7 separate regions of the Mus musculus genome follow, and regions 1, 2, 3, 5, 6 and 7 are each linked to region 4. A link is a contact called in public Hi-C, HiChIP or PLAC-seq and promoter capture Hi-C data. All regions are on one chromosome and are shown on one strand. Each heading gives the region's core, a stretch centred on a gene start, on an enhancer-like site or on the middle of the called end of the contact. The rest is flanking DNA. Distances are from core to core; before and after follow the strand shown.

The links. Promoter capture Hi-C pulls out the DNA fragments that hold promoters and counts their contacts. Hi-C and Micro-C count contacts between places; a contact is called where the count stands out from the background. HiChIP or PLAC-seq counts read pairs in DNA pulled down with a chosen protein or histone mark. Capture Hi-C pulls out chosen DNA fragments and counts their contacts.
Region 1: a promoter capture Hi-C map of pancreatic islet shows a contact between it and region 4. The contact joins the promoter of Tk1 here to the promoter of Srsf2 in region 4. A contact is called at or near these places in 2 of 39 promoter capture datasets (embryonic stem cells and erythroid cells), 2 of 484 Hi-C or Micro-C datasets (B cells and liver), 5 of 115 datasets of contacts at active chromatin or transcription factors (astrocytes, bone marrow-derived macrophages, embryonic forebrain and 2 more) and 2 of 9 other capture datasets (liver and pancreatic islet).
Region 2: an H3K27ac HiChIP or PLAC-seq map of microglia shows a contact between it and region 4, with 5 times the contacts expected there. The contact joins the promoter of Trim47 here to the promoter of Srsf2 in region 4. A contact is called at or near these places in 1 of 39 promoter capture datasets (liver) and 3 of 115 datasets of contacts at active chromatin or transcription factors (bone marrow-derived macrophages, microglia and pancreatic cancer cells).
Region 3: a contact with region 4 is called in an H3K4me3 HiChIP or PLAC-seq map of bone marrow-derived macrophages, with 5 times the contacts expected there. The contact joins the promoter of 6030468B19Rik here to the promoter of Srsf2 in region 4. A contact is called at or near these places in 3 of 39 promoter capture datasets (cranial neural crest, fetal liver and second pharyngeal arch cranial neural crest), 2 of 484 Hi-C or Micro-C datasets (B cells and CD4 T cells), 5 of 115 datasets of contacts at active chromatin or transcription factors (bone marrow-derived macrophages, effector CD8 T cells, extraembryonic endoderm stem cells and 2 more) and 2 of 9 other capture datasets (adipose tissue and liver).
Region 5: a promoter capture Hi-C map of liver shows a contact between it and region 4, with 2.3 times the contacts expected there. The contact joins the promoter of Ten1 here to the promoter of Srsf2 in region 4. A contact is called at or near these places in 4 of 39 promoter capture datasets (hippocampal neurons, liver, neutrophils and 1 more), 1 of 484 Hi-C or Micro-C datasets (muscle stem cells), 2 of 115 datasets of contacts at active chromatin or transcription factors (embryonic stem cells and pancreatic cancer cells) and 1 of 9 other capture datasets (adipose tissue).
Region 6: a contact with region 4 is called in a promoter capture Hi-C map of liver, with 2.1 times the contacts expected there. The contact joins the promoter of 2900041M22Rik here to the promoter of Srsf2 in region 4. A contact is called at or near these places in 2 of 115 datasets of contacts at active chromatin or transcription factors (bone marrow-derived macrophages and pancreatic cancer cells) and 1 of 9 other capture datasets (liver).
Region 7: a contact with region 4 is called in a Hi-C map of regulatory T cells, with 3 times the contacts expected there. The contact joins the promoter of Wbp2 here to the promoter of Srsf2 in region 4. A contact is called at or near these places in 2 of 39 promoter capture datasets (liver and stem cell-derived epiblast-like cells), 4 of 484 Hi-C or Micro-C datasets (embryonic stem cells, liver and regulatory T cells), 4 of 115 datasets of contacts at active chromatin or transcription factors (bone marrow-derived macrophages, cardiomyocytes, embryonic midbrain and 1 more) and 1 of 9 other capture datasets (adipose tissue).

The regions. Positions count from the first base shown.
Region 1 is chr11:117,824,658-117,827,585 of GRCm38.p6, forward strand. It overlaps Tk1 (thymidine kinase 1), which reads right to left and starts at 1,357. Exons shown (of 7, transcript NM_009387.2): 1 at 1,057-1,357; 2 at 944-975; 3 at 14-124. The coding sequence starts at 1,122. Afmid (arylformamidase) reads left to right here and starts at 1,262. Exons shown (of 11, transcript NM_027827.3): 1 at 1,262-1,349. The coding sequence starts at 1,293.
Region 2 is chr11:116,108,833-116,111,532 of GRCm38.p6, forward strand. Trim47 (tripartite motif-containing 47) reads right to left here and starts at 1,403. Exons shown (of 6, transcript NM_172570.5): 1 at 702-1,403. The coding sequence starts at 1,388.
Region 3 is chr11:117,796,282-117,798,995 of GRCm38.p6, forward strand. It overlaps 6030468B19Rik (RIKEN cDNA 6030468B19 gene), which reads left to right and starts at 1,379. Exons shown (of 6, transcript NM_029964.1): 1 at 1,379-1,522; 2 at 2,142-2,174. The coding sequence starts at 1,486.
Region 4 is chr11:116,851,793-116,854,551 of GRCm38.p6, forward strand. It overlaps Srsf2 (serine and arginine-rich splicing factor 2), which reads right to left and starts at 1,302. Exons shown (of 3, transcript NM_011358.2): 1 at 776-1,302; 2 at 229-539. The coding sequence starts at 1,137. The coding sequence ends at 236. It overlaps Mfsd11 (major facilitator superfamily domain containing 11), which reads left to right and starts at 2,208. Exons shown (of 13, transcript NM_178620.4): 1 at 2,208-2,381. The coding sequence starts at 2,286.
Region 5 is chr11:116,197,537-116,200,236 of GRCm38.p6, forward strand. Ten1 (TEN1 telomerase capping complex subunit) reads left to right here and starts at 1,319. Exons shown (of 4, transcript NM_027107.1): 1 at 1,319-1,447. It overlaps Acox1 (acyl-Coenzyme A oxidase 1, palmitoyl), which reads right to left and starts at 1,509. Exons shown (of 14, transcript NM_015729.3): 1 at 1,060-1,509; 2 at 686-845. The coding sequence starts at 1,168.
Region 6 is chr11:117,609,950-117,612,649 of GRCm38.p6, forward strand. It overlaps 2900041M22Rik (RIKEN cDNA 2900041M22 gene), which reads left to right and starts at 1,298. Exons shown (of 2, transcript NR_015489.2): 1 at 1,298-1,485; 2 at 2,313-2,700. Gm35170 (a long non-coding RNA gene) reads right to left here. Exons shown (of 4, transcript XR_003949818.1): 4 at 1,874-2,700.
Region 7 is chr11:116,085,700-116,088,510 of GRCm38.p6, forward strand. Wbp2 (WW domain binding protein 2) reads right to left here and starts at 1,296. Exons shown (of 8, transcript NM_016852.3): 1 at 1,168-1,296. The coding sequence starts at 1,226.

The DNA.
Region 1 (2,928 bases), core at 107-2,606, 970 kb after region 4:
GGGTAGGACTGACCGATCATGTGTGGAGAAGCTGTTGCTATAGCGCGTGTCTTTGGCATACTTGATGACCAGGCACTTGTACTGGGCGATCTGGAAGCGCCGGACTCTTCTCATCAGCTCTGTGCTGCAAGAATTAACCAGAGCACATGAGGCCCGAGCAAAAGGCGGGCTGCCACTACCACCTAGCGTCGGGCAGCCGGAACTGCAGCCGTTCACCCCATGCTGTTCTGAACAAAATTCAATTTTCATGAATGAACTTCAAAGTCTTTGACAGAATCACCAGAGAGCTTGCTTCTGGATCCCAGATCATGAGTTTGGCCCTCACCCTCGGGGCAAGGGACAAATTGAGGTGACACCAGACCATTCAGAAATAATGAGGTGCCTGGTATGGTGATGCACCCCAGCAGAGGCAAGCGGATCTCTGAGTTGGGCCACAAATAAAGACGCTGAGTTAAAAAAAAAAAAACAAAAACTAACCCCAAGATAAAGCAAAGAAAACCCAAGTAGTGTGTGTTTGTTATTCTGGGTGGGACTCCCAGAGTTTAGACCCTCACCTCAGAGTTAATTGGGCTCCAAGGCTTTAGGAGAGCTCGCATGGGGAATGAATGAGGAAACTGTCAGAGAAGGTGCCTAACTCCCAGGGGACACATGAGAGTTCGGTGGGCTCCTGGGTAATGTGGGCTGGGGTCTTCAATTGTACCCCCATGTGGTCCGCCTCAGCAAAGATAGGGTTCCCCAAGAGAAAAGGCTTGGGCAGGAGGATGGCAGCAATCCAGGAAATCGAATTTTGGGCGGGAATGTACACACAGAGGTCGAGCGCGTTTGCCGCCTAGTCAGAGGCTCCTGGGAAGATGGGGGAGGGGGGAGAGGAGAGCCAGGGCCTGCAGAGAGAGAGGCTGCAGAGAGAGAGGGAGGCCCACCGCCCCGAAGGCCCATTCATTACCTTTTCCCTGAGAACATGGGCCCGAGAATCACCTAGAAGAGAAGTCATTTAAGGGGTCTCCCCCTTGTACACCCCGCACCAGCCACCACCCGACCCCACTCCAGACCCCGCACCTGAATCTGCCCCCGAGTCTTGCTGGGGGAGCTGGGCAGCACGGTGGGCAGATTGATGTAGCTCATGGCTGCTGTGCAAACCTTAGTTAGCACCGAGAGTCCGTGGGTGGAAAAATTTCGACTTACTGCTCGCATTTGCCCGCGAACTCAAAAGGGGGCGGGACGAAGACAAGACTCGTCCCACCTCTCAGCTACGTGAAAAGCCTGGAGCTCGACCATCCCCTCCGGATCTGGCCATGGCGTTTCCTTCCCTTTCTGCGGGCCAGAATCCCTGGAGGAACTTGTCTTCGGAGGTAGGTGTGGTGCAGCCGCCCAGAGCCGGGACTGGAATTTTAGGATGCCCACAAGCCAAATTTCCAAGCGTTGAGCGCCAGATTTCTTCATTTTTCTCGTCATAGAGCAGGTTTAGCTTGTTAGCCTGGTTTTAAAGACAGCGAAAACTCAAGTTCCAGCAGGAACTAAGGGGCTTAGGGTTTGGACCTTACTCTGAGGTTGTGCAGTGTGATTCTGTGTTTCTGTAACTACAGTCTGGAAGGTGCCAAGGCTGGGGGTCCTTGCTGTGAGTCGCAAAGTAAGGCAGGCACCTTCAGGGACAGACTGTATTGAGCGGCTTCAGAATTCCCATGCTAAAACTCCTATGGCTCACACCGAGCATGCCCAGAAACCTTCTCACTCAGGAATTTGTTTGGTTACTCTGTCTGCCATTGGTTGCGGCAAGGGTTACCAAAGGCATACACAAAGCAGGACAACACATTTTGGCGCTTGCTGTAGTTAATTACCATTCCACTAGGATTTCTTGACTGGTTAGCTTGTATTAAACAGGCTTCTTTGTTTTGGTCACAGACAGACATCACTTAGAATCTGTTGAAAGTTAGGAACATGTGTCCTCGGGGGTGGCTCAAGCATTCAATTCCAGGCAGAGGCAGGCAGGTGACTTAAGTTCAAGGCCAGCCGGGTCTACAGAGTGAGTTCCAGGTCAGCCAGGACTACACAAAAAATAAACTTTAAAATACAATCAATCATAAATCCTAATAGTAAAAATGAAGGCAGAGGGCTAGAGAAATGGCTCGGCTGTTGAGCATCCACAGCTCCTCCGGAGGCGCAGAGTTGAGGATTTCCAACACCCACATCAAGACAGCTCACAGCGTCCAGCTCCAGAAGGGACTGCAGGCACACACATTTAAAGAGGAAATAAAAAGACTTTTGGCACATGTCAGTAATCTCAGCACTTGATCCTCGAGGCAGCTACACAGTTACAAGAGATGAGAAAACAAAAAGACGACAAAAAAAAAAAAGATGATGCCTAGCCAGGCCCCTAGCATCCAGCAGGTACCAACCGGAACGAGAAGGGTCTATAGCATGTAAGACGAACATTCAACAGGAAGAGGCAGAGGCAGCTGTGTTTGAGCAAGGGGCTTACATTGTTTCTCTTACACACCTCCCTTCCAACCCTGTGGGCGTCTAGCACCCCCATTATATCAACGAGAAGAGCAAGGCTAGAGACAGCTGGAGAGAGCCAAAGGTGCCCAGCCCCAGGCCTCAGTGTGAAGACGCACTCACTGTCTTCAGGATTCCTGTGTTGGCTTAGGAACCTGTGTCCTCCTGGCTTTCTGTGTTAAGTGTGGGCATCTTACATTTTCCCCTCGTGGTGGTAGAGATTGAACCCAGCACAACAGGCAAATGCTCTGCCACTGAACTGTCCCCACTTTTCACTTTATAACCCAAACACTGTTTATTTGTAAACAGAGTCTCACTGTGTAGTCCTGGCTATCTATCCAGGAACTGGCTTGGCTGTCCTCCTGCCTCTGCCTCCCTCTGCCTCACAGCGAGCTGGGATTCCAGCTGCGTTTACCACACCTCTGGCTGCATAGC
Region 2 (2,700 bases), core at 153-2,652, 740 kb before region 4:
CCAGAGGCGCCAAGACCGGGATGGAGGCCAAAGGAAACTGGGGGTGGGAGGTAGCGGGACACTGGGCACATGCTCCCCACGGCCCCAGAGCATTCGGACAGAGGAGATCTGTGTGACCAGCCCAAACTCCGTCGCTCTCCTGGTGCCCGCCACACCCATACAAAGTGGCTGACTCAATTCAGGACGAATCTGAATTGAAGAGGGCATCAGCTACGGGGCCCCGCCCGCACCCAGCGACTCCTGACCCCCACGGCTTCTGAGGGCCTAATGCGGATCCCTCTCTCGCTTTACACTTACACTAATCTAGCTAAAGCGCTCTCTCTCTCTCTCTCTCTCTCTCTCTCTCTCTCTCTCTCTCTCTCTCTCGGCTTTTTGCCACTCTTTCATCTTACTAGTCCCTCCCGACTCTCTTTCCATCCACACCAGCCCCAGCAAATGACAGTGTAGACCGGAAGAGGTTGCAAAGATTCTCAGGCTAGAGGAGGAAACTAAGGCAGAGCCTATTGAGTCAGAGAGATGAAGCCCATGTAAAGGCAGGAGGAGAGAACCAACCCCACAAAGTTGCTTCCTTCATCTCCATGTGCACAGCCATAATGATAAAACAAATATATAACAGACACACCCGGATAAGAGTGAGGGACTAAATAGCTCTAGTGTCCCTCCTGTCACCCATCTCCACGTGTCGACTCAAGGTGCCCCACCTCCTGAAGCGCGCGCTCCTGCTCCAGCGGCACGAGCTCGTGGCCGCGATGGTCCTGAGTGGCACAGGCCTCGCAAAGGCACACACGCTCCACGCGACAGTAGCGCTCCAGAGGCCGCAGGTGGCGCGGACACAGGCTCTCCTCAAGTCGGCGCAGCGGGGGCACCAGGCGGTGGCCGCGCAGGGCGGGGCTGCGTTCGTGGGGGGCCAGATGCGCGGAGCAGAAGGAGGCGAGGCAGGAGAGGCAAGAGAGCGCGGCGGGCAGGGCGGCGCCCTCGGGGCACGCGTCGCAGCGCACCGGCTCCTCACCCGCGGGCCACTGCTCCGGCGCGCAGGGAGCCGATGGTTCCGGAGCCGGAGGTGGTGCGCTGGGCGCGGAGGGCTCGGGCGTGGCGCCCCGGGTCGATCCTGAAGCCGGGGCGGACATGGGTCCCGGGACCGAGCCCTGGCGGAGCTGCAGCAACTCGGACAGCGTGTGGTTCTTGCGGAGCTGCAGGCCGTCGGGGAAAGGCTCCTGACAAAGTGGACAGCGAGCTGGACCTCCGGAACCACCGGTGCCGCCCGCGCTCCGGTGCGGCCAGAGAGCGCCCAGGCAAGCGAGGCAGAAGTTGTGGCCGCAGGGTAGTGTCACCGGCTCCCGGAGCGGTTCCAGGCAGATGGGGCAGCTGAAAGGCCCGCTGCCGTCCATGGCTCCGCCGCTACCCGGGCACCGCCTGTGCTGCTCCCGCCTGGGAGGGACCTGGGACGGTTCGCGCCCGGCACCGCCCCTTGGGACCCTGGCCAAGGGTCCGGCCCCCTCCTACCCCTCCGCAGCTCTGCTCGCCCCAGCGCGGCTCGCCACCGCCGCACCCACCGGTCAGCAGACGCCGCGAGGCCGGCCAGCCCTCCAGGGGAGCACGACCCTCTTGAGACTTCTACCCAGCGTGGGCGGAGGCGGTGGGACTGCCAGAGGATTGTGAAAAGGAGAGGACCCGGAGCGAGAATGTGAGGGGATTCATGGGGAGGAGGCTGAGAGGACATTCGATCCTCCATCCTCTATCCTGGTCAGCCAGGTGCCATGGTGGGCGTGCACAGCCATGTAGCCAGCGCCTTTCCCTCCAGACCCCTCCCAGGTACAGTTAGCCAAGTTCCCTGAGTTGCTGACATACAGAAAAACTTACTGCTGGTATGTGTCTGTTTTGACCTCTTAGCGACTGTGTTTACCCGCGCTGGGGAACTTAGCCTTGTCTAGATCTGAAATGGGAAGCTGACATCACTTGACAAATCCCTTGTCTGAGGAATTTACTTCCGTTCATGGATACTCGCGGGTGCCTGTAGTTCCCCAAAAGGAGACACTGGTTAAGGCCTGCCCAACTATGCATTTAGAACAGTGCGTCTAGTTGCAAGGACTTGTGCTTGAGATTTAGTCTCTGTATGTAGCCCAGAGTGACCTAGAACTCTTCATCCTCCTGCCTCAGCCTCCTGAGTGCTGGGATCACAGGCTTATGGCTTCTTCGTGTTGTTTCTGGGATAGGTCTTTCTTACATAGCCTTGGTTAGCCCAGAGCTTATGTTGGCCTTGATTCCCATGCCTCCACTTCTCCAGTATTGAGATTCCAGGTGCAGGCCACCATGTCGGGTAAACTGACATTGTAATAATGCAATAATGTTAAGCTTTAAACTATGTAGAATCAAATTGTCAAAATTATTTTAGTAGTTATTTTATATGCGCACACTGTTGCTGTCTTCAGACACACCAGAAGAGGGCGCTGGATCCCATTACAGATGGTTGTGAGCTACCATGTGGTCAGTGCTCCTAACCGTTGAGCCATCTCTCCAGGCCCTTATTATTGTTATTATTATTATTATTATAGAGTGGAGCCCACAGTTGGTAAAGTGTAAGGGCCTGAGTTAGATTCTAGCCCCTGGTTAAAGGCTGAGCATGGTGTCCAAAACCAAACGAATAAACAAAGTGGGTGGAATAGTGTTGTTACAACCCTCGATAAAAAAATAAGCATCCAT
Region 3 (2,714 bases), core at 129-2,628, 940 kb after region 4:
TGCCCAGAAAGCCACAGGCTAGTCTGCAGGCCTAGACTGGGGGGGGGGGGGTCACCCATGTGGGTGGGTAGCTATGGGTGGCCTCCCATGGGGTAGTATGATCCAGTGCCAGCTTACCTGCTTCTTCGGTTCTCTGCCCCTCGGTCCCTGTGGGTCTGGCCCTGGTGTAGCCTTAGGCTCGGAAAGAACGGCTCTGCTCAGACCACCCCAGTATTGGTCGCATGGTCCACTTCCCTTTGTCCAGGTAAGGCTGGATCTAGGTCCTTAAGGGACAACCTTGCCTTTCTCTGAACTCCTTTAAAGACAAGAGTAAGGCACTGCAATGGCTGAGTGGGAGAGGAGGGACTTTCAGATTCCTGCAGGCAGGTTAGCAGACACAGGTGGAGGGAAAGGGGATTCACCAAGCTTGGGAGGGAGAGAGAGCCACCAGCCATGTGAGATCTTGGGTGGAGTGGCCATTGGCCTCTTCCCTGACTGGGTTTGGGGAAATTAGAAATGTAACTAAACTGAGGGCAGATTTAGGGTGCTGAGCAAGGGGAAGGTAACTGGGCAACTGAGTTGAGGGCAGAATTAGAGGTGTTGATCTGAGTGAAGATAAGGACATGTTAGCCTCAGGAGGCTTAAAAGTATCCAACCATTGAGCTAAAAAGCATATTAAAAATAAACTACTGTGTATCTGTCAAAAAAAAAAAAAGAGTAAGGCACTGGGCTACACACTCTCAGGTGACAGAGTCTCATCCCACCTGAGGTCTAACTTGGAGACAGAATGCACCAGCTATAGCAGAAGGCGGAAGCACCCTGAAAGCCAGAGAGAGAGAGACTGTGGGAGGGTCTGAGCAGAATATCGATAGCTAGACAGGATCTAGCTGGGGACACCTGGGTCACAGCTGCATGCTTGTGGCAAGTGCCTTGGCTAAAAAGACGTTACTGATGGTGAGGACTCGGTGTGAGAGGATCCAGATGGATAACTGTGACCTCCACCCCTACAGGGCAGGGTGGGAGAGGAGGAGTTTGAGATGTGCGAGGAGGAGGGATCCACAGGGAGCAGCTGCATTGTTCACAGGGCCCAGGTCCTCCCAGGGGGCAAAATTCACCTGGTATGTGGTGTTCAGATGGATCTCAATATGATGTGAACCTCCCCTCCCTGCCTCTTAACAGGAATCTACTGATTCTCCAGGTTTCCTGGATAAGGAGAGCCCTTGTGTTAACATTAGCCCCACGCCAGTGCCCCAGGATAATCACACATCCCAAACTCAGTAGACACACGCGCTTATCCCCTCCTCCCCTGCAGGTAACAGGGGGAGAACACAGATATCCCTGGAACCAGCCCTGTAAGGTATTGGGGCCCCTGGAGAGCCACAACCTTCAAGTTATCTCCTAGCTGCAGGCAGCCACCCGAGGAGCATCCAGGGGCCTTGGGGTGGAGAGGCCAGACAGGAAGCTTTGGACAGCCTGAGCCATACACAGCCCCAACCTCACAGACGCATGGCGCTCCTTCAGCTGCTCCTCTTTGCCATGCTGGGTGAGTCTCCTGCAGACATCACGGGAAGGGCCTTGAGAGAGTAGGCTCAGGGAATGGAGTGTGAAGAGAGTCCAAGAGAGAAAGAGACCCAAAGGCGGAAGCACCCTGGAAGCCAGAGAGAGAGAGAGAGAGAGACACGGTGAGAGGGTCTGAGCAGGAGATTGACAGCAGACAGATGTGCTATGCTATGCAGATGTGACCTTGTTTAGGGTATCATCTGTCATTTGGATTCCACTGGTGTATGTAGTATGTGTGGTGTGTATGTGAGTATGGTGTAGTGTGTTCTGTATGTGTATGTATGTGTGTATGGTGTGATGTGTGTGTGGTATAGTGTGTTTGGGAGGGTGCCCATGCGCACGTGTGCATGTCCAGCACTCAGGAAGTAGAGACAGGAAGATCAGGATTCCAAGGTCACCCTCAGGTACGTATTGAGTTCAAAGCCAGCCTGGAGTATAGGGGAGACCCTGTGTTAAGTAAGATAAGATAAAAACTCCAGATCAGAGATGCTAACTGGTCCCAGGGGCCTCACTGTCAGATATCAGCCTGGGCAGGAAGCTGTCTGGACAGTCTCCCTCCTCTGCAGGGCTTCCTCTTACCCCTCCCCTCTCCTCTTTTACAGCTGCCTGTGGCTTCTCAGAGGAGCAGACAGAAGGTGAGTAGCCCCCACACTGGGGGGAGAAGGATCTAGCTGGGGACACCTGGGTCACAGCTGGGTGCTTGTGGCAAGTGCCTTGGCTAAAAAGACTGATGGTGAGGACTTGGTGTGAGAGGATCCAGATGGATAACTGTGACCTCCACCCCACAGGGCAGGGTGGGAGAGGAGGAGTTTGAGGTGTGTAAAGAGGAGGGATCCACAGGGAGCAGCTGCATTGTTCACAGGGCCCAGGTCCTCCCAGGGGGCAAAATTCACCTGTTCCATCAAGTCCCACAGCTCTGCCTAATAGGTGGGATGCAGAGAAGGCTGGGGAACTCTAGTGTGCACTTCTGGGACAGGAGGGGCTTGCTGAGGGAGCTGGAGACCTCAGGGAATCTAGAGATTAAGCCACTTTGCTCTGACAGCAGTTGAGAGTGAGTGTCCTCTGTCTGTCTGTCTGTCTGTCTGTCTGTCTGATCTATTTATCTATCTATACATATATACCTATGTATGTATAACTATATCATGCACACATACACATATATATGCACAGATAAA
Region 4 (2,759 bases), core at 52-2,551:
GAAATAGTCATTTTCATTAATAGGTCTCAAACAGCATGAAACAGCCATTACTATCTAAGCTTTACACAATCCTCTCTGCAGACCCCTCTTCAGCATCACTCCCAAAGCTGAGTAACTTCAGAGCAGTAGTACTCTTAACACCAGGAGTCTTTATGCTAACAAGGCTCAAAAAACCTACTCCATACCCCACGGGAGTTAGGGCGTGTCTCAGATTCCCGCAGACATTACCATTTTCTTAGGAAGAAACTGCTCCCTCTTCTTCTGGAGACTTGGGTGGGCTCTTGGACCGCGACCTAGACTTGGACTCTCGCTTCGACACGGGCGGAGGGCTTCTCGATCGCGACCTGGACCTTGACCTCGAGCGGGATCTGGAGACGGAGGAGGACTTGGACTTGGATCTTCGGGCAGATCTGGACTTGGAGGTTGATCTGGAGCGCGAGCGAGTGCGGGACCGAGACTTGGAGCGGCTGTAGCGGGAGCGGCTTCGCGACCTGGACCGACTCCGGCTTCGAGATCGGCTGCGCCGGCGTCGCCGAGGGCTGCGAGTGGGACGTGAACGAAGCGACAGGGTGAGCTTGCAGGCCGCCGGTCCCGCCCCGCCCGCCCCGCCGCCATTATCTGGCTGCCAGGCGCCATTTCCCTTGCCGCGAGGCGGGGTCTCGCACGGAGTGGCCCGGCCCTGCTGCCACCCCGGCCGCGAGGGAGGGGCTGGCTCCACGTGCTCCGCGTACCTTTGTGCCCGTCCGCCTCCCGCTCCGCCCCGGGCCCCGCTCACCTGCGGCTCCGCCGCCCGTAGCCGCCGCCGCCGTACCGACGGGGTGGCGGGCCCCGGCGGCTGTGGTGCGAGTCGGGCGGGCGGCCGTAGCGCGCCATCTGCACCCGCAGCTCGCGGCCGTCGAGCACCGCCCCGTCCATGGCGTCCATGGCGTCTTCGGCGTCGCGCTTGTCGTGGAACCGGACGAAGGCGAAGCCCCGGGACTCCTTGGTGTAGCGGTCCCGCGGAATGTACACGTCGCCGACGCGCCCGTATTTCTCGAAGACGCGCCTCAGGGTGTCGGGCGAGGTGCGGTAGGTCAGGTTGTCCACCTTGAGGGAGGTCATGCCCTCCACATCGGGAGGCGGGCGGCCGTAGCTCATGGCTGCGAAGCGGCGCCGAGACCCTAACGCCCCGGACAGGCCCTCGCTCTCCGGAAACGCAGCTCCGTCAGGCGCTCGGTAGCTACAGTCCTCGTGGGTAGGGAGGGAGCCGCAAGGCCGCCGCAGAGCACCCGAACCTGACGGACGCCTGAGCAGCAACTAAGCGAGCGGGCGGGCCCCAGCGCGCATTTATACCCACCCTTACAAAATGGCGCCCGCGCCACCCGGAAATGAATCTCCTGATTGGCCCATTCGGCCGTGTTGCGTAACGTCGCCGCCGCGCGCCCCGCCCCTCCCAGGTGCGCCTGCGCACCGCGCGGCGGGCGGGCGGAAAGCGCGCAGTCACTGCGGTGGGGCGGGGGAGCAGCCAGAGAAGGCAGTTAGAAAGCCCGCCAAATGCTCTACCGTGGGTGCGTCCGCGAGAGCGCGGGGAAGGGGAAGAACGAGGCTCTATGGAGGGAGAAAGAGGAAGCGCGCCCCACCAGAGCCCCGCCCCTTCCCCACGCCAATGCCCGGGCTCCACGCGCCGTTCCGCCCAGCCTTCAGTCCCGCCTGTCAGAGCCGGTTCTTGCGCTCTCTTTTGCCTCTCTGTGTCCCGGGGCCACCTCACGTTCCCCTCTCCCGCCGCTCCTGACTGAGGCTCGCTGCCTTGGTTTCACTTCTCGGGGCCTTTGCTCTCTACGAAGGGACGGGTAGTGTAGACCTAAAGTACGCGCTAGCCACAGCGTGCGGCCGTACCCTCCCCTCCCCCCACGGGGCGCCGGGACTACATTTCCCGGCGGGCGCTGCGACCAGACTCTGGTCAGCTGACCGGTCTCGTGATCTGCTGTGAGTCAGGCCGGGAGGGCGGGCCCCAGCAGCTGCTACTGCTCGTCCTTGCCCCGGATCCCGTTCCCTGCAACTGGAGTTGCGGCGGGTAGACCCCGGGTCTCCTCTGCACTCGGTCGCGTCCCCGGAGGGTCCCGACTGTACCGGTGGGGAGAGATTTCCCTTAAACCCACGATTCCCATCCCAAGATTGGAAATCGGCAGTCTGGCTTCGTGGTTCTCTCATCTGGTTTCTTCCCTCAGGGCTGTCAGGGGGTTCGACTGGAGGAGAAGAGGTGACTGTCCTGGGCCGCTGCTGGCCTCTGAGCAAGCGGAGCCAAAATGTCCCCGGAGTCTAAAAAGCTTTTCAACATCGTTATTTTAGGAGTTGCCTTTATGTTTATGTTCACCGCCTTTCAGACTTGTGGAAATGTGGCGGTGAGTTGGAATCTGTACTCCTTCCTTTGAATGCCCGTCTGAATGCATTCCAGCTGTGACAATAAACGTTTATGTCCGCTACCACGCCAAGATTGCACCTCCTGTTTTTCAGCCTACCCTTTCTCGTTTTCTTAATTTTGTGTATCAGATATTTCGCGTTTACGTGGTGTTAAACACTTTCGTTTAATACTCAGATGCGGCTTGCAATTTGAGTATGGACCATAGTTACTTTAATTTTTGTGAATGTTAAACTCTGTATTTAGTGCTTGGGTGGCTTGTGGGTACAGTTGATTATCTGTTTCCCCATCTCGAGTATATCTTCTGCGGCAATTGAGTCGGTTTTTTTCTCCTCTCATGGTGGGCTTGGGTGAGAGGTGT
Region 5 (2,700 bases), core at 69-2,568, 650 kb before region 4:
CAAAGTGAAGGTTCACTTTGCACTTAAAGAACTTTCATAGGGATGTTTGGAACAAAAAGCTTTTTTATTATTTGCCTCTCTGTCTCCCCCATCCCCCCAGCGGGCTTCACTAGTGTTTGCCCGGCCTTCTGGCCCACCCTCTCCCACAGTTTCGCCATGTAACCCTGGCTGACGAACAGGAACTAGCTCTGCAGACCAGGCTGGTCTCAAAATCAGAGATCAGCCTGCCTCTGCCTCTGCCTCCTCCGAAGTGCTGAGATTAAAGGCATGGGTCACCGTGGCCCAGTTCAAAAGAACTTTATAAATTAAAGTTTCATCTTATTGTGTGTGGGGGTACAACAGCCACCTCTAGCAAATGGTCAGAGGACAATCTAAGGGAGGTGACTCTCTTTCTACAAATTGAAATTAGATGATTAGGCCAGGTAGCCACCTCACCATCCCTTAAAGTTTGTTAAAATTAAAAAAAAAAACAATTTTGGGCACAACCGTTCATTATTAGCATTTTTACAACTATGCTATGCTATCCTACTAAAAGATCTAGATGCAAAAGTAATATTATTTTTCACACATAAAATTGAATCATGAAGTATTCAATTTAAGCCTTTAAACGACATGCGCGGTAAGAAGACCTCCCCAGACTGCAGCTGTAGTTTGGGCATACACTAATGTGCTAAGATACACCTACTTTTTAAACCACATGATTTCTTCAGGGTCTGCGATGCCAAATTCCCTCATCTTCTTCACCATGGTGGCACTCTTCTTAACAGCCACCTCGTAACGCTGGCTTCGAGTGAGGAAGTTATAGTCCTCATGTTGGAAGTCTGGATCGTTCAGAATCAAGTTCTCTGAAAGAGGGTTAAATGACATCAAGAGAAACAGGTACTCACCCTCCCTGACTCCCATCAGATTAGAACAGAGGACGTTCCCCTCCTAATCCTGACACCGGACGCCCATCGAAGTAGGGGTCCCCGCTTCCCCTCAACTCCAGAGGCCCCAAATCCTCATTCACGGGGGTCTTTCGCCTGGTTCGGTATAAGAGGCCCGGCCCTCCAGGCTCACCGATTTCTCGACGGCGCCGGGTGTTCTCCGGACTACCATCCAAGATGTGCGTGATTAACTCTGGATTGAAGGTGGCGGCGGCCCGCTCCTTGCGCAGATCGGGATTCATGACGGAGACCAGTGCTGGGGGCAGAGGAGGTGGCGACAGAAGTGACAGGCACCAAAGCGATGACAACCTGTCTCCGCAGCTCAGGCGCCGACCAGGCCCTATGAGCGGAGCGAGACAGCCCTCGGCCCCGCCCCCTCGAGCCGTCCCCGCCCCGTCCCCGCCGCCACTCCTCACGTGACCGGCTGCAATCCCCGACGCTGGTACCGCCCGCCGGACGGACGAATCCCCTGCTGCGGGCCAGGGGAGGTCCCCGAGCGGCTCCTCGCCAAGGAAAGCAAGGTAAAAGGTCAAGGGACCGCAGTGGCACTGGAAAGGGAGTGGGGCTCTTCCCGGACCTCACGTCTCCAGGTTCACGTGATCTTTCCGGGAGGAAAAGAGCCCTGGAGACGCGCGCAACCGATTGGCCAGGGCCTTGAGGGGCGGGATTGCGCCTGCGCTGTGGGACTCACCTCCTTTCAGGCTAGGGCGGTGGGTGTGTGTGTGTGTGGGGGGGGGGTCCTCTCACCACAGTGTCCCCGGAAACCAGAAGGGAATGGGTGTCAAGGGTCTCGGGCGGGGTGAGGAGGCTAATAGAGGAAAGCTGTTGATTTTACTGGAACCCAAACAAATTGGAGCGAAAGGGTAACAGGACAAAGGTTACGTTCGGGAGACGGTTCATTGTCGTTGGCTAAAAATATTGCCGACTTGACTGACGTTAGAGACTTGGGATGCAAGGACCTGGTCCTGCGGAGCTTCCGGGTTTATGCACTGGGCCTGGATTTAAAGCGAGAGGGAACAGGTCCAGTTTCTCTACATTTTATAGCCCAAGTCTTTTCCCACCTAAACCGGCAGGGCAGGTCCTAGAAATTTTGAAATCTAGACTTTACTTTGCCATATCATTATCGTCATCGAAGATGTACCTACGCCTAAGAAGTTCTAGCGTAGGATTTATAACAAAGAGTTCCTGAGCCTCAAAGACAGCCAGTTTTCACCAGTTTGTTTTTTAATTCTTCCTTAAAAATTGCTAAGTAGTAGGCTGGAGATGTCGAGCATGCACTAAAGCCAAAATATAATCTCAAAGCACAGCATAAACTGGGCACCGTGGCACACACAGGCTTGCAACTTCAAGTGGAGGTCTGAGGATCACGAAGTCCAAGATCATTATCAGCTATATAGAATCGGACTGAAGGCAGCCTGGGCTGTGTAATGCCTTGTTTCAAAAAGCCTTTAAGTGCTAAGTAAAATGCACTCTTTCTTCATTTGATTTCATGCCACCAAAAAGAACTACGCCGGTAGTGGCGCACGCCTTTAATCCCAGCACTGGGGAGGCAGAGGCAGGTGGATTTCTGAGTTCGAGGCCAGCCTGGTCTACAAAGTGAGTTCCAGGACAGCCAGGGCTACACAGAGAAACCCTGTCTCGAAAAAAAAAAAAAAAAAAAAAAAAGAACTACATTTCTTCATTACCTCTCTAACTTGCCCTTGTAACAACATATGTAAGACCCTTTTACAGTAACGGTGCTGAGAATGGGTTAAACGAATGAAGGCTTTAGCCT
Region 6 (2,700 bases), core at 48-2,547, 760 kb after region 4:
GGGAGGAGTCTTCTAGATTGGCTTAGCTGAGGTAAGAAGACCGTCCCTGGATGTGGGTGGCACCGTTCTATGGGCTGTGGACTTGAGCTGAATAACAAGGAGAACATGAGCTGAGTGCCTAGACTCATCTCTGCTTCCTGCTCACAGATGCTACCTGGCCCCTGCCTCAGACTCCACACCACGCCAGGACTGCACTCTCAAACCATGCACCACAGTAAATCCTTGCTCCATTAGGTTGTCTTGTCATTTCAACAGGAAAAGTAGCCCAAGCTGGTCCTCAGAATGGAGCTCGAGGAGACAACAGACAGCTCCCTCCTCCCTCTTCCCTCCTCCCTCTCAGTGACTGTGGTTTCAGCCCCTAGCCTGTAGTATGTGATCAGGCAACCAATCAGATTAAAACCTACACCTCCTATGCTTTTAGAGCTAATTAACACAGATGTGGAAATGAGAATGACCCACCAGCCACAAAGGAAGACTCCCATGAAGATCGTATAAACTAGAACCCGCTCTGCAGAAGCCTGCAGGATAAGCATTTCCTGCTGCCCTCCTGCCCACAGCTTGCTTCGGGCTTCACTGTGGGTTCACGTGGGCCAGAAGCTGCCAGCACAGCCCCTGTGTGCACAGCCCAAGATGCATGCCTTTGGCCTATGAGGGAGAGAGACAGAGAATGTAAAGATGAATCTTGTTAACTTGACAGAATTGAGAACTGGATACAATCCTCCTGGGCTGGGGTCTTGGACTAAACAAAAAGGAGGAACAGAGCCTGGCACCAGTATCCATCTCTCTCTCTGCTTCCTGACTGAGGATGTCATGTGACCAGCATCCATCTCTCTGCTTCCTGACTGAGGATGTCATGTGACCAGCATCTCTCTCTCTCTCTCTCTTTCTCTCTCTCTCTCTCTCTCTCTCTCCTCTCTCTCTCTGTCTCTGTCTCTCTCTGCTTCCTGACAGAGGATGCCATGTGACCAGCTGTCTCCCACTCTGGCTTTCACACCATCCCCACAATGACCTTGAACTGTGAACCAAACAACCCTTTCCTTCCTTAGACTCCTTTTGTTGCTGGATCTTATCAGGAACAGGAAAATTATTTAATACAGAAAAATTCACTTCTCAGGCTCGGCCAGTCTGGGCTATGCAAGTCTAATAAAGAGGCACAAAGATTCCAAACTCCCCAGGCTCTAGGAGGACGCCCCACCAGGGATCTCCTGGAAGCTCCGCCCACTCTACACGCTGCAGGAACACCTCGGACCTCAGAAAGGACGGGCTTGCAGGAGTCTGCCCCGCCCATCACACACCCATTAGAAGTAGAGCTATGAGGCTAGTTGAGCTGGCCCGCTGATTGGTTATATGGTCTTGTGCTTCCTTTTAACTTCTCTGGGCTTCCACTTCTCCCTCGGCAAAACACACAAGACCACGCCTTGCAGCTGCACCGCGCAGATGCCTTCCGAGCTGTCCTAAAAGCTGGGATCTCTCCGGCAGTGCAGGGTGAGTATTTGGTTAGGAGGCTGCTTTCTTTATCCCTTTTATGAGAAAAAGGACAGACCAGCACCAGTTCCACCTTCCAAGTCGGAAGCTTGGGCATGTGCTAGTCAGACCATTTACCCGTTATCACCCAGCAAAGATGTGATAGCTCTGGAGTCTTCTCCAGGAACCTGCTTCAGATCCCGTATCTCAGACACTGTTTCCTAGTGCCAGCCTTGCTAGTCAGCAGAGAGAGAGAGAGAGAGAGAGAGAGAGAGAGAGAGAGAGAGAGAGAGACCTGACCAGGGTGGCTGCTGTCTTGATATCATAGCTCATCATTTTGTGTTCAACTTCACAGGACTGCAGACTAGCTCCCAGATACTTTGTAACAAATGACACCAAGACAGTGAGCTTAAAACAAAACAGTGAGGTTCAGGGGTCCAAGCCTCTGGCCAGGTCCTCCACTTGTGCTCTCATGAAGCTGCCATCCTAGTCTGAACTGCTAATCGTCTGAAAGAAAGATCCATCTTCAACTCAGCCAGTTGGTGTCTGTCAGTTCCTTGTGGGCTGTCAGGCTCGCACTATGTGGGCTGTTGGACCTGTTTCTTTGCTGACGATCAGATGGAGACCACACTCTACTTCTGGCTAAATAGCCCCCTCTATCAGCAACTCAGAGCTTATCCAGCTGCTTTGCCAAAGCCAGCATGGGGTGGAGGGCGGGGGGTGGGTATCATGGTCATTTGGTCAGGCACAGTCCCACCTTCAGACACAAAGGTGGCAGGAGTCATGGAGAACAATCTGGTGGCCACCATGTGACACGATAGTCACACAAGCATGTCCTCAATTTCCAGATTCAGGAAGAATGTCAAGAACAGGTGAAGGACCCACCCAGGCTCAGTTCAGTGGGAAAACGTTCTCAACAGCTTTGATGTCCCTGAGCTACATGCAGGTGGCGTTGGTACCTGGCTGGCTGCGGCAGATCCAGAGCAGAAACCACATCGGTGGGAGCCAGGAGACTGAAGAGCTTCCCTTCCTACTGCAGTCCTGTTACCTGGGGTTGGCCGGTCTGCATAGTGTGGAGTCAGCACCAGCTGAGGATGTACACATCGGTTGACATTGGCCAGTGCTGCTGCTTCTGCCTCTACCCAAGTGGTCATTGTTGGGAGGGAGGTCGTTGGGCTCCAGAGGGCAGGTCGAATGTTGAAACTACCTGAAGTTCAGACCAGCTCCCAAACTGAG
Region 7 (2,811 bases), core at 46-2,545, 770 kb before region 4:
ACAATGTAAGGTTTCTCAGATTACAAGATAAAAAGGTTTGAGTTCGTATGGTTCCATTCAGCTGTCTCCTCCTGTCCCAAATATCCTTTCTTGGTGCAATAAAAGAGGGGCAGCTCAGGTTAAAGAAGTGGTCACCAGGCACATGTGCTGGCCAGCCCCTTCCCAAGACCTACGCACACGAGGTCAGCAGAACCTGGCCTTGTCACTGCCACCTTCTCCTCTGAGTCAGCTTCCCAGGTGACAAGTCCCAAGATGGGTGCCTGTCTACACTGGGTGTGGGCTCTGACCTCCATCATGTCTCTCTTGGCTCTCAAGTTAATCCAAGCCCGGATAGTGCAAGTCAGGAGAGTCAGAATTCCAAGGAACAAGAAACAAGAGGAACAGAGAAGCCCAGCAGTTCAAGGAGGGGAGAGAAAAAAAGAATCTTAAAGTTGGGAGACCTTTGTTCGGGGAACTGACACAAGCCATTAAGAATTCAAGAGAACCAGGCAAGAGACAAGCCTTTATAAGGGTCACCGGGTTAAGTAGTTGACAGACATTTAGTTCCACCACCTCTAGGGCCTCAGCCTTTCTTTTGGAACTTGAGAAGTTCTGGAATATACGAGAAAACTGTACAGGAGTAGTTAAGCCTATTGACTTTGGGGCCAAGTTACCTTCCTTCAATTCCCCTTCTGTTACTCACAGCACAATGGTCTAAGTTATTTTAACCTCATTAGGCGTCACTTGCCCTACCTGTAAAATGTGTCTAATAGTTTCTGCGGCACAGGATTATGTATTACCTAAGGTAGAGCTGACGCAGCATAGTAAAGACGTAGTGAACGCCTAATAAATAGCAACTATGTTTTAAGACTTCGTTTGGGAAGGGGTTCAAGAAATCACCCGTGGGCCTCACTCGGCTTCCCAAACAAACCCTGACACCATTCTCTGGCCCCACCCCCACCCATCACCCCAGCTGATCAGCACTCCGGCCCTCCCCAACGACCCACCCACTCCCTCCAGCCCCGCCTCCGGCCGTTACCACCCCTTTCTCCCTCTTTCCTCCCCCCCCACGCCCCCCCCCCCACAGCGCTCCATCAATTTCCTTCTCCACCATATCCCACCGCCCACCACACACAGTGGCCGACACCCGCCCTTCAAGTCTCCAGGATCCTTCCGCCGTGTTTTCACCTCTCAGTGTTGTTGACGATCACTCCGCCGCCCTCTGAGTGATTCTTGTTGAGCGCCATAGTCTCTCCCACTGGGGTCCCGAGACTCGCAACGCTCTGCGCTTGCGCTGGTCTTTGGCCCGCCTCTAGTGGCGTCGTTCGTATTACAGTCAGCCAATCATAGTTCCTGCGCGCAGGCTGACCAACCACCTGATCTGGACTGTCACGTGGGGAGAGTTTACTCCCGCTCTCCCTCCCCCAAGTTGCACCTGCATCACAAACAAGCAGCCAACTACAATTCCCAGCAGGCAGTGGTCCGGCAACCGCGGCCTCGCCCTGCGTTTAGTGACGAGTGCATTCTGGAATTTGTAGTCTTTTTTTATATTATAGGCCAGGCTAGAGATTATATTTACAAGACTACTTAAACATTTGTACGCCTCTCTCATCCTAGCTTCCTCATGTTAAGCAAACTCAATCGAAGAAATGTAACTTAAATTTGATGATCTGGTGTATGGTACATTTAAACATTACGTAACCAGCCGTCTTCATTTCCGCAACTGTCATGAGTAGTTCGCGCTTACATTTGGGTATTCATTGCAAACTTACAGAGCAGTGCGAGATGCAGTCCCTTCTACAGTGGACTGGCAAAGCCCGAAAAAAATAAAATACGCCACTTTAATCGACCCAGATCCAGATCCCGGACCCAGAGTCGGACTGTGAACTTCTGGGGACTGAGCGGTCCGCTCCCCACCCTCTTCCCCGCCCAGCACCTGCCGCCTGCCGCCTCGCGATGGCGCTGCTTCCTGCTCTGATCTAGCGGATCCCGCTGCAGAAGTTAAACAGCAGGGTTTAAACAGGACCTAGAATAATTGAGTGGACTGACAAAGCACATGACCAACCGCCAGGTAGGACTTTGAAAATACCACTGACTCGTTTCTGCTAGTGGGTGTCTCCCCACTGCGCTGTAGTGAATCTAAACTCCACCTCTGAGTTGTATCTTTCGCAGGGCTGTCGAGGGTTGGGAGAACTCTTCAGTTTCTGGGTGGCATCTTAGCGTACCTACCCTTAACCTTAAGACACCAGTGTTTGGTTTGAAGCAGACAGCATGGTGCCCTACATCCTGGAACATTGCCACAGATTTGAGGCCAGTTTGGGCTGCATAATGATTTCCAGACCAGCCTCAGCTGCAGAGTAAAACAGTTCTGGGAAATGGCAGGTACATTATTAACTCACAGTGCAAGAGACCCTTCTGTTCGCTTTGGGGTTGTTTGTCTGTTTGTTTGTTTGTTTGTTTGTTTGTTTGTTTTTCTAGGTGCACACTAATAAAAGTCAAATGGCTACAGATTTTTGTTTGTTTGGTTTTTGAGAAAGAGTCCTGAGATTACAGGTGTGTACCACCGAGCCTGGGTTTACAAAGTTATGATGATCAGTTGAGTCCAGTATTCATGCACATCACGAAAAGCACTGTTCTAAGCTGGACTATGTCCCTAGCCAGCCCAGCAGTTTTTAAAGAGCATAGTCCAAGATGGGTATTAGTAATGACGCAATCAGGGATCAGAGGTGAGAGGACGGCTGGGGGTTTGAGCCCTGGCTCCTTGTTTGTGTATTCAATTCCAAACCGTCCAGCGACTCTGTCCCACAAAGATAAAACAGCAACAAATCCAGT